3 separate regions of the Mus musculus genome follow, and regions 2 and 3 are each linked to region 1. A link is a contact called in public HiChIP or PLAC-seq data. All regions are on one chromosome and are shown on one strand. Each heading gives the region's core, a stretch centred on a gene start, on an enhancer-like site or on the middle of the called end of the contact. The rest is flanking DNA. Distances are from core to core; before and after follow the strand shown. Region 1 holds the start of Zkscan5 (zinc finger with KRAB and SCAN domains 5). Region 2 overlaps Cdk8 (cyclin-dependent kinase 8). Region 3 holds the start of Gtf3a (general transcription factor III A).

Region 1 (3,757 bases), core at 261-2,760:
TGGCCCGCTAGACAGTCCCGGGTACACCTCAAAATACAGTTTGCTTCAGTCGTGGATTTGAGAGATGCCCTTCCCTCCGCCCCCAGTGTTGTGACCTTAGTTCTGTAACTAGGTCTTCCACTGATGGCAGGGGTTGCAATTCCACGGTAGTCTGTTTTGGTGGGCCCCTGAAGTGTGACAACAGGTTCTCTGATACTACCAGTATTCGAAGGACTTGGAAAATGATGAAAACGCCTCAAGAGAGGGGTAGATAATTTAAAATGGGATTTACAATTTAGGGTAACAGGCTTTAAGCAAAACTTCTGTCTTCAAACTATTGTTTCTCCCCAGCCGCCTGGCTGCCATGCTCTGGGCGCATCTTTCAGCTTTTCAGCCGATACAGCAACAGGCGCTTTTTTCCCTCTGCTGCATTCGTTTTGTTTGTTTTGTTTTTCTCTTTTTTTCTTCCTTTTTCTCTCTCTTTCTTCCCTCTGCTGCATTCGTTTTGTCTCTTTCTTTCCCTTCCTTCCTTCCTTCCTTCCTTCCTTCCTTCCTTCCTTCCTCCCTTCCTTCCTTCCTTCCTTCCTTCCTTCCTTCCTTTCTTGACAGGGTTTCTCTGTGTAGCCCTGCCTGTCCTGGAACTCACTTTGTAGACCAGGCTGGCCTTGAACTCAGAAATCCACCTGCCTCTGCCTCCCAAGTGCTGGGATTAAAGGCGTGCGCCACCACCGCGCGGCTTGTTTTGTTTTTCAAAAGCTAGTCAAGTGCAGAAGCAATAGAAAAAAAATACGAACAATTAATTGATATAACTTTCGGACTAGACACCCTGATGCCCTTTAACATTAAAAAATTACCTAATGCCTGCGGGGAAGGGGCTTACATGGAGAGCTGTGGAAGTCAAAGGACAATTTTTGGATGTCTCAAGTCCAGGGATCAGCTCATGTCATCAGGCTTGGCAGTAAGAGCCTCTATCACGGAGCCAGTCAGGTCTGCCTCCCCGGCAGCATATTAATAAGCCCTGGAGACAGAGAGCCACAGCCATATTGGCTAGACTTCGCGCGCAGCTCCTTGGGAGATGTAGTCCCGAGAGCCTCAGCCACTCTAGGGCAATAAAGAATCTTTGCGTGTTTAGAAAAGTGGCCAGGATGGTGCAGACCTACTTCAATTCCAGAGTGCTGCGGTGGGTGGGTGGGTGAGGCTGTGCTCGACCAATCAGAGGAGAGAGAGGGTGGACCTATTTTGTTTGTTTGTTTTCCCCGACCGGCCCCCTAGATTCCTACCCTTGAGCTAAGCCCATGCTCTGGTTTTGGGGGTGGGAAATAGATTAGCTCTATTTTCCCCAGGCTCTTGTAGCCTCTTGCTTGAGGGTGACTGATTGGTCAGCTCCACAAGGGGGCGGGCTCAGGAGTAGCTCCTCCTTCCCGCTGTGCTGCTAGGACCTCCGGGATTCCTAGAGAGGCTGCGGAAGCGCTCTTGGGGGTGGGATTTATGGCTGAAGCTCGTACTTGGTTACTTCCGGCGATGAACTGTTGGAAAGTGTCGGACTTGCCTCTCTCTTGGCTTGTGAGAACTCCATCTTCCAAGCCTGGGCTGCGGGGAGTTTGATCTTTGGGTCCCCGGGACTTAAAGACTGGAGAGGAGCTGGTAGGACATTGTGTCCACACTGGAGTCCTGTCCCTAACCTTGACCCGGCTGGTCTCTGTCTCCAGGTCAGGAGCTATTACAAAGAATCCAGGTCCAAATTTTTTAGTATAACCGTACTTCTCATAGAACTAATGAAGTCTTTCGTTTATCTATCAAGCTCTTATGGCTTGAAAGCCAGAATGAGATATGACCATTTTAATGGGTTTCATTCCTATACTGACTTCAGTTTGGCTTATGATCGAGAGAAGAAACGACTCCGTCTGGAATAATTTTGTCCCGTTATTTATATGAGATATGGACTTTCTCATTTTTAAAACTGTTTTAAGTTGGGCCTGATGTCACTTTTTAATGGCCTTTTTTTTTTTTACGTTATTAAAATCTGGACGTAGTCGCTATTAGCTGTTTTATGGGAGAAGTGATGACTAACTTCTCTATATCTTAAAGTGAATGACTTTGTTGAGTGGTTTTTCTTTAGTCTAGATGACGTCGTTGCCACCTCTCTTAGCTAATAATAATTCCAGACATTCCAGTAAGGTTGTTCACTACAAAAAGTGCCCTTTAGAAGAGCAGAGAACAAATCGGGTTAGTGTAACGGGCTAGAGTCTAGAGACTCTTCAGTTGGAATGATAATGACAGAATCCAGGGCAGTTATACACTTAGAGCCTCCCGCTGAGACTTCGCAAGAGCAAGCAGACCTTCTCATAGTGAAAGTAGAAGAAGAGGACTGCTCCTGGATGCAGGGATACAACCGGCCAGTGCTTGAGACTTTTTACCAGCGCTTCAAGCACTTCCAGTACCATGAGGCAGCAGGACCCCGCGATGCTCTCAGCCAGCTCCGGGTTCTCTGTTGTGAGTGGCTGAGGCCGGAGCTGCACACCAAAGAGCAGATCCTGGAGCTGCTGGTGCTGGAGCAGTTCCTCACCATCCTGCCTGAAGAGTTTCAGGCCTGGGTGAGAGAGCATCACCCCGAGAGTGGGGAAGAAGCCGTGGCTGTGATAGAGAGTATCCAGAGAGAGCTGGAGGAGCGCAGACAACAGGTGCGTTGCAAGAGGAAACGGGGACAGTGAGGAAGGAGCTGCCATGCAGTCTTAGCCCTGTGGTGCTTCAGTCGTTCATATTCTGGCTTTGCTGTTGTTTTTGAGACAGCCCCACTATGTATCCTTGGGTGTTCTGGATTTCACTATGTAGACCAGAGATCTCTATGTAGACTCGAACTCACAGAGATCCACCTGTGTCTGCCCCGCCCCTCCAAATGCTAGGATGAAAGGCGTGTGCCACTGTACCCAACATGTAATGAGTTTTAAAGAATAATGTGTTTCTTCCTACTCCTGCCCTTCTTCTTTGAAAATTAAGCTCACGTTCCCTACTTGTGTTTCTTTTCTTTTTACCCTTTTATTCCATTTATGTGAGTACATCATAGCTGTCTCCAGACACACCAGAGGAGGGCATCAGATCCCATTACAGATGGTTGTGAGCCACCATGTGGTTGGTGGGAATTGAATTCAGGACCTCTGGAAGAGCAGTCAGTGCTCTTAACTGCTGAGCCATCTCTCCAGCCCCCAGGTTAACTCTTTATTTCCTGGTTTCTGGGTTTCATGCTTTTAGAATCCTTTCTTCACTGCAGTTTTTGAAAACCTTTCCTCAGTCTGTTTTAAACTCGCTTTTTGACAGACTGCTTCATTTAGAATGTGTTCTGATGTACTGCCTTTAATATGGCTTCAGCTATTTTCTCACACATAGCTATACCACTACTTCAGCAACTTAAAAAAAAAGATTTTAGATTTTTAGAATTATTTATTGTAGCTGGGCATGGTGGCGCATGCCTTTAATCCCAGCACTCGGGAGACAGAGGCAGGTGGATTTCTGAGTTCGAGGCCAGCTTGGTCTACAAAGTGAGTTCTAGGACAGCCAGGGCTATACAGAGAAACCCTGTCTCGACCCCCCCCCCAAAAAAGAATTATTTATTGTGTATGTATAAGTGTTCTGCCTGCAGGTATGTATGTGCCCGTGGAGCCTCGATAAGGGCGTTAATGTCCCTTGGAGCTAGAGTTGTAGATGGTTGTGAGCCGCCCATGTGGGTGCTAGGAATTGAACCCAGGTCCTCTGCAGGAGCAACAAATGCTCTATAAACAGC
Region 2 (3,736 bases), core at 1,113-3,612, 1.1 Mb after region 1:
CCATTGGAGCCTTAGCTGAGAATTCCTTGACTTTCCTTCATAGCAGCTAAACCACTGGGCAGTGAGCTCTTCTGATCCTGACTTATGCTTTCTTTCCCGCTACTGTTTCTACTTCTCTGCCATCCTCTGGCTGTTACTGAATTTTACAAGGCAGCACTTACCATGCCATGATACCACATCATATATATGATAGTGATTTATTCAAATGTTTTTGCAACAGGGCTCAAATTGGGAAATAAAGTTGTATCCTTCATGATCTAAGACTTATTGATCCTAACAAAATACTGGTCAAAAGGCATTATTGGGATTGCCAGGTGTATCCCTCAGCTCGTGCCTTCCTTGCAGTCTGAGAGCAGCAGAACCCGAGAGACCATTTCAGGGTTTCACTGCTGTGAACAGATGCCATGACCAAGGCAACGCTAATAAGGACAACAGTTAATTGGGGCTGGCTTATAGGTTCAGTCCATTGTCATCAAGGCAGGAACATGACAGCATCCAGGCAGGCATGATGCAGGAGGAGCTGAGAGTTCTTCCTCTTCACCTGAAGGCTGCTAGCAGAAGACTCACTTCCAGGCAGCTAGGATGAGGGTCTTAAAGCCCACACCTACAGTGACACACCCACTCCAACAGGGCCATACCTCCAAATAGGGCCACTCCCTGGGCCAAGCATACACCATGACACCATCCTTGTAGCTTATTTGTTGATTTTTAAAAATAGTTTAGGGCTGGAGAGATGGCTCGGCAGTTAAGCACTGACTGCTCATCCCAGAATTCAAATCCCAGCAACCACATGGTGGCTCACAACCATCTGTAATGACATCTGATGCCCTCTTCTGGTGCGTCTGAAGACAGCTACAGTGTACTTTATATAATAAATAAATCTTTTAAAAAATAAAAATAGTTTCTTTAATTCTGGACTTTAACCACAGGACCTCACATGTACTTTACTTTCAGGCCAAGTGAAAGTTGGTATCTTAAATGAGTCCTACTATCTCTGCATTTTAAAGATATTTGTAAGGCCTCTTATCCTCTATGAGTCATCATTCCTTAAATCTTTGTTTATTAGTTTATTACTTTTCAAACCAATCCCAGTCCAGCAACACAGACCCCAACTGGGAACTTGTTGGAAATGCAAGTTCTTAGATTCCTGTTCACATCTCTGTTTCTCTCTCTCTTTCTCTCTTTCTCTCTCTCTCTCTCACATACACACACCACTCTATCTGACTCTGGGCACAGGGCTCAGCTCTCTATCTGTCAGGCTGTGGGATCAGGCCTCAGCTCTCAGCCTTGCAACAATTGTGCTGCACTCTGAAGTCTGCAGATCAGAGCAGGAGGCCATTGTTCAGGTGTCTCTTATATCACATTAGAAATAAACATTCCTAGAGAGCAGTGGTGGTACACACCCTTAATCCCAGCACTTGGGTGGGAGGCAGATAGGTCTCTGAGTTCCAGGAGAGTCAGGGCTGATATACAGAGAAACCCTGTCTTGGAGGGGGGAGGGGGAGAGGTGGGGTGGGGAGAAACAAACATTGCAGATGGTGCTGCATTTTCGCACTAGTATAGCATCTCTGGATGTGACAGGGATGAGCTAAGTGTAGCTACAATACTCACACTTAGGATTCTTTCTAAAGAACCATCACAATTCATTTAATACTGAAAACAAGCTGTAGTAATTGGTGATGTTTTTATTTTCCATCTGGAGAGATACAGTTATAAAAAGGTAAACTGACCTGCCCAGTACCCTCAATGGATAAATTGTGAGTCAGGGTTTGGCGTAGACACCGACGTTTCTGTGGGAGCATGCTCTGATATATGACTTGTGATTTCAGCTTCAGAAGTTGCTCACTATGGACCCAATAAAGCGAATTACCTCAGAGCAGGCCATGCAGGACCCCTACTTCCTAGAAGACCCACTTCCCACGTCAGAGTAAGTGGCAGATCTGCTGGCTTCCTGTGACTGGCATCTTTAAGTGTGCTTCCTTCTCTTGTCACACTAAGTTGCCACGCCTCTGAGGGACCTGAAGAAACTGAGCGTCTCTGCTCTAATGCCAGTTTTGGTTTTGTGGTTAAGAGGCATTGCTGAAATGGATGCCTCTTACTCAGTGATGCGTTCACTGTGCTATGGCTCCTTCTACTTGCTAGGATTTTGTGGGGCTGCCTGCAGTCAAGGGTTCTGATATTCTGGAGTAGCAGTTCTAAATAAATCTGCCTTCTCTTTATCATCTTTTGTTTTAACCGTGGAAGGGCAGATGAAACACTGCGAGCTGTGGTAGTGGATGAGAGAGCTGTCCTAGTTGGTGATTATTGATGAGGTTACGCAGAGAAGGACCTTCAGACTGCCTGCTGCAGTGTCATTGGTTAAAGGATTTTTTTGCATCAGACTCGCATGAAAGATGCTTATATCTCTGTAACTATGGAAACACAGTCCCGTCTTCTTAGAGAGTGACAGCGAGTCACCTAGATGAAGCATTGGAAATACCAGGCAGCCAGTGAGACAGCTCTCTTCTTTTTCTCTTGTGACTAGTGTTTTCGCCGGTTGTCAGATCCCATATCCCAAACGAGAATTTTTAACAGAAGAAGAGCCTGATGAGAAAGGAGACAAAGTAAGTATTAAAGTACAGTTGGAAGTGCCTTCTGCATGGCCTCCGGGCCTCTGGCACGCAGCCAGTTTCTGTTCTCCTCCTGAGTTGAACTGTGTTTTCTGTTTAACCAATTGAGAAGACCCAGCAGCAGCAGCAGGGCAACAACCACACTAACGGAACTGGCCATCCGGGGAACCAGGACAGCGGCCACGCACAGGGGCCCCCCTTGAAAAAAGTGAGAGTTGTCCCTCCTACCACTACCTCAGGTGGACTCATCATGACCTCCGACTATCAGGTACTGCAAGTGGCTTCTACTGACCTGCTGTTGTGGGGTTTCTAAACGATCTGTTGTAAAGTGTGGACTACAGTAGCGTTTGTGTTCCTGGAAAGACACAGGCATGGGATGCTATAGGTATGGAAGTCTACAGACATGGAGACTAGAAAGGGATCAGCTCTTGGGACAGACTTGGAGTAGAAAGTCCAGTAACTTGAGACCTGTGGCATTTACAGCACATCTGCTGGGGTTGGGAGATAGTGCAGCAGGTAAAGTCCCTTCACCAGGAGGATTCAGACTCAAGCACCCGTGTAAGTGCTTGGAGGCTTGGTGGCCCATCTGTACCCCTTTGGTCCAGTCATTTCAAAGGCAAAGACAGGATTCTAGTCAAGTGAGCTCTAGGGTCAATTGAGAGGCCTTGCTTCTGTGTCAAGTGGAGAGGAATCAACATCACCTCCGGTTTCCACACGCATTCGTGCAAAGTGAAGCAAAACACAGCTTCAGTGTTTCTCATCTATAAAATGAAGTTGGTAAGTCAGCTTAAACATGTGTGCCTTGAACTTAGCCAATGGCTGCTTTTGTTCCTGAGCACTGTAGAAGAGGAGTCAAGGCCACGGGCTCTTAGATCCCACCTACTTCTGTTCAGCCTTGAGTAAGAGAGAGACCTGGATGTTCTCCATGTCTTAAGTGTGGGGAGGAAGGTAGAACAGAAATCGCTTGCAGACGGCATCAGCAGCAGCAGAGTAGAAACAGTGACTAGAATGTGAAGCTGTGGGAAGACTGAGTGGCTGTGTGTTCTGAACATGGTGGCCTGCCTGGGGAAGCCCTGCACAGAAAGTGCCCTTACATGGTAGAATGCAGCTCATGAAGGATGTATGAG
Region 3 (3,662 bases), core at 894-3,393, 1.7 Mb after region 1:
TGAGTCACCATTACACCTAAGCATTTCTACGCCCTCTCCTTTCCAGTTGTCTGGTTACCCCCTCAAGACCAGACACCTGACTTTGTTGATGACAATGGCCTCTTAGTGTGCATTTAGTATTTCAGAACTTTCTTTCCCATCCACTATATGGCCACTTCTTCTTTAGTATCATATTTATCCTCTCAAGCGTTGGATTAAAAAAAAAAACGATCTCTATGATTCTTTCTAATCATAGACAATGCTAGAGCGGGAAGGAGCAGCTTCTGGAAGGGACGTCTTCCTCAGTTGTGGGCTGTGGTGTGGTGAGGGCTAAGGGTTCTCAACGTGCCACCCGGTGACACGTCAGCCGGATGGGAAGGTCTTGATGGAATAAACAGAGACAGGATGCAATCTGGAATTGTTTGTGGGAAGAATAACCCCGAGTAGCAGAATGCTCTTCATGAAGTTGAGGATGAAGTGAAGTCTCCTTGAATAGCCCTGTTCTGATGGGATCATAGCTCTCACCCACCCTGCAAACCATGTTGGGTTCAGCATTCAGGAGTGAAAAAGATCTCCAGCCACTTTGGATGAAGGCTAATAAATGAACTTCACTAGCTGGAATAGAGATGCAACAGTTCTAGCTATGGCTTATGTTTATTTGTTTTGTTTGTTTTATTTTTTTTGAGATAGGGGTTCTCTGTGTAGCCTTGGATGTCCTGGAACTCACTCTGTAAGAGCAAGCTGGCTTTGAATTCAGAGATCCACCTGTTTCTGCCTCCTGTGTGGGGTTAAAGCCATGCACTACCACTACTGGGCTAGTTCTGTCCATGTTCATGACTCACAATCTGCCCCCCTCCCCCAAACACACTCCCCATTCCCGAAACTGGTATGTTAGGGTCTGGAAAGAACCTGAATCCTGGCTGGGTCCCATATTGTCTAACCAGGGTTATCAAGCAGGAGGAGAAAAAGAAGATGAAGAAGTCCAGGCTGCTTGACTGAGACCAAAATCCTTGGAAAACAATGGTCACAGGGGTGGGATCTCAGAATCTTCTAGAAGCTCATCTTCAGGGAAAAGGAGAGACAGAAGACTGGAGCTGAAAGAAGAGTGTCCGCTGATGGGGTAGAGCAGACAAGAGAGTGAGAAAGGGGAAGAGGGACTGGAAGGAAGGAAGAGCCGGCCAGCAATCTGCACATGCGCATGGGGCATGACTACAAGGAGCAGAGGGGGCCGTGAGCATGAGATCCCAACAGGGCCGCACAGAGAATGACCTGTCAACAGTGTTGAGACCGCCCTCCATTCAATCCTTTTTCTTGTAGATTAGTTTGACTGGAATAAAGTACATTTTAACCTTCTTCAGTAAAGATATTCATTAAAAAAAAAAAAAAAAAAAAAAAAAAGCTGGGTGTGGTGGCGCACGCCTTTAATCCCAGCACTCGGGAGGCAGAGGCAGGCGGATTTCTGAGTTCGAGGCCAGCCTGGTCTACAAAGTGAAGTCCAGGTCAGCCAGGGCTATACAGAGAAACCCTGTCTCGAAAAACCAAAACCAAACAAACAAACAAACAAACAAACAAGCTTTAAGATTTCCCATGGTTGTCGTCATCCAACTAGCAGAAAGATCGGTTCTGCCCTTCATTGATGCACTACACTTTGCCAGGGAGGATTCGAATAGGGTATTTTCCAGTCTCTGCCATTACGGAGATTAAATCAAGATAAGGGAAAGAGGAAATCCCACAACTGAAAACAGCGTCAAACACTAGAGGACTCAGTGATACAAAAGGAAAGTTGACAAAACACCAGCACAATTGCTGTCAGAAATTAAGGTTTAATTGGTCCTGGTTAAGTTCTGGGCTTCGGAATTTTGAAAAAAAATTCCACGTGACTCGAAGGAGCAGACAAGCTTGGGATTCACCATGTCCTGAGGCTAGTGGCAGGATGCAGAGGGCAAAACTGGAATGTGAAAAACAGGCCACCTTAAGTCATGTCAGGTTGATATTTGGGACGTTTAAGCAGCGCTTCCGTTTCCCTAAGCCGCGAAACCAGAGCCCAGAGCCTGGCTGCCTCTCGCCGTGGACGAGTCCTGGATGCGCATGTGCAACCGGGCTCTACGGCCTCTGGGAGCATGCGCAGTCGTGGCGCGCGTGGGGGGGGGGCTAAGGGGCGGGGCCTGGAGCCTTAGCGGGCCGCGTTCCCGGAAGTTCAAAGTCTCCGGGCGCCAGTGGCTTGCGTCCCGCGTTCCCGGGGACGGCACGTGGCTGCCCCGCGTCAGCCCGGGCCCGATCGTGTCGCCCTGGAGCCGCGGGTGTCAGTCGCGGAAGCGGTGTCGTCGCTGACCATCGCGGATGCGTTCGTCGGGGCCTGTGAGGGCCCCGCGCCGCCGCGCCCCGCGCTGCCCAGCAGGTTCATCTGCTCCTTTCCCGACTGCAGCGCCAGTTACAACAAAGCCTGGAAGCTAGACGCGCACCTATGCAAACACACGGGGGAGGTAACCTGGCCGCCCGTGTGCACGGCAGGGCCTGGCGCAGGGGCTGCGTCCTGGGCTTGGCTGGGGCAGGGCAGGGCAGGGCAGGGCAGGGCAGGGCAGGGCAGGGCAGGGCAGGCGCTCTGCAAAGACCGAATTCTAGGATGTCAGGATTTCCTGCAAGCAACAAGTGTGCACCCTTTTAATTGCAGGCGGGCTTTGGTCGGGTACTAAGGCTGTGGGTAAAGGTGGTCAGGAAAAGCCTTCCTGCTTGGCCCTTTACCCTGGTTCTTATATTTGGTTGTACCCTGGTCTATCTCTTGACAGACTTACCAACCCACTGTTGTCCCTCATAACATACTTTGTAACTTTATCCCTGTTTCTCTTTGACCATTCTGTTCCCACATTTTGGCCTTTCTTTGTCCCTGTGTCCGAGGCAGAGCTTGCTTTCTAGTGGACACTTAAAAGTTGTGGTTCATCACCATCATCATTATTATCATTGTTTTTTTGAGACGGGGTTTCTCTGTGTAACTCACTCTGAACTCACTCTGTAGACCTGACTGGCCTCGAACTCAAAGATCCACTTGCCTCTGCCTCCAGAGTGCTAGTATTAAAGGTGTGCACCACCACACGTGGCTTTGAAGTTGTGTTTATTGTTCCAAACTCGACAATAATTTGATTAGTACGGGTCCTGCCCTGGGACTGGATCTGAACAAGGTTCTTTGACGCCGTGCTGAGCAGTGTGGCTCACTTGTGTCTTCCTGTCCACTGGCTGTGATTGAAGGCTTGATGCCACCTTTCCTGTATTTCAGATTATTTCCATAGTTGGGAAACACAGAACTGGATGTTAGGATATGATATAGCTTTACTGTGGATTCATGACAGCATCCCCTTCCCCACCTCCAGGGTCCCACTTGGAGATTGTGTTTGGGGCTGGGAGCTGTTTCCTTCGGTTGCCTTTGCACCTGTGAGCTTTTTCAGCTGTTGTGACACATTTAACTGTCTCTGTGCCTGCTATCTCTTAGTATGGACACAGGTCACCTGCGATGAGATGCAACCTTTCCTCTGCCTCTTTGCTGTAAAATGATGCTGTAGCAGAGATCTGGGCAGACAGGCTATCTGGGTTCAAAGCCACCTTGAAAAGGGGTTTGCTGGGGAAGCCTGCACCCCATAGGAGCAGGCTAACCTGCCTATCAGATGCTGGACATCCATAGAACAATAGCC

The links. HiChIP or PLAC-seq counts read pairs in DNA pulled down with a chosen protein or histone mark.
Region 2: a contact with region 1 is called in an H3K27ac HiChIP or PLAC-seq map of extraembryonic endoderm stem cells, with 7 times the contacts expected there. The contact joins the enhancer-like site here to the promoter of Zkscan5 in region 1. A contact is called at or near these places in 2 of 39 promoter capture datasets (cranial neural crest and embryonic stem cells) and 7 of 115 datasets of contacts at active chromatin or transcription factors (double positive thymocytes, embryonic stem cells, extraembryonic endoderm stem cells and 3 more).
Region 3: a contact with region 1 is called in an H3K27ac HiChIP or PLAC-seq map of embryonic stem cells, with 12 times the contacts expected there. The contact joins the promoter of Gtf3a here to the promoter of Zkscan5 in region 1. A contact is called at or near these places in 2 of 39 promoter capture datasets (cranial neural crest and embryonic stem cells) and 4 of 115 datasets of contacts at active chromatin or transcription factors (embryonic forebrain, embryonic stem cells and pancreatic cancer cells).

The regions. Positions count from the first base shown.
Region 1 is chr5:145,203,049-145,206,805 of GRCm38.p6, forward strand. It overlaps Zkscan5 (zinc finger with KRAB and SCAN domains 5), which reads left to right and starts at 1,511. Exons shown (of 6, transcript NM_016683.2): 1 at 1,511-2,660. The coding sequence starts at 2,247. It also overlaps a transcript of Zkscan14 not described here.
Region 2 is chr5:146,296,974-146,300,709 of GRCm38.p6, forward strand. It overlaps Cdk8 (cyclin-dependent kinase 8), which reads left to right. Exons shown (of 13, transcript NM_153599.4): 10 at 1,830-1,927; 11 at 2,525-2,603; 12 at 2,719-2,877. Among named protein-coding and RNA genes, the nearest start is that of Gm52832, 7.6 kb to the right of the region's middle. Within about 2 kb of position 2,363, at least 48 of the 459 cell types and tissues checked have an H3K27ac peak or open chromatin away from gene starts, as enhancers often do. A contact at or near this core is called in extraembryonic endoderm stem cells and pro-B cells, where this site is marked.
Region 3 is chr5:146,946,514-146,950,175 of GRCm38.p6, forward strand. It overlaps Gtf3a (general transcription factor III A), which reads left to right and starts at 2,144. Exons shown (of 9, transcript NM_025652.3): 1 at 2,144-2,462. The coding sequence starts at 2,268.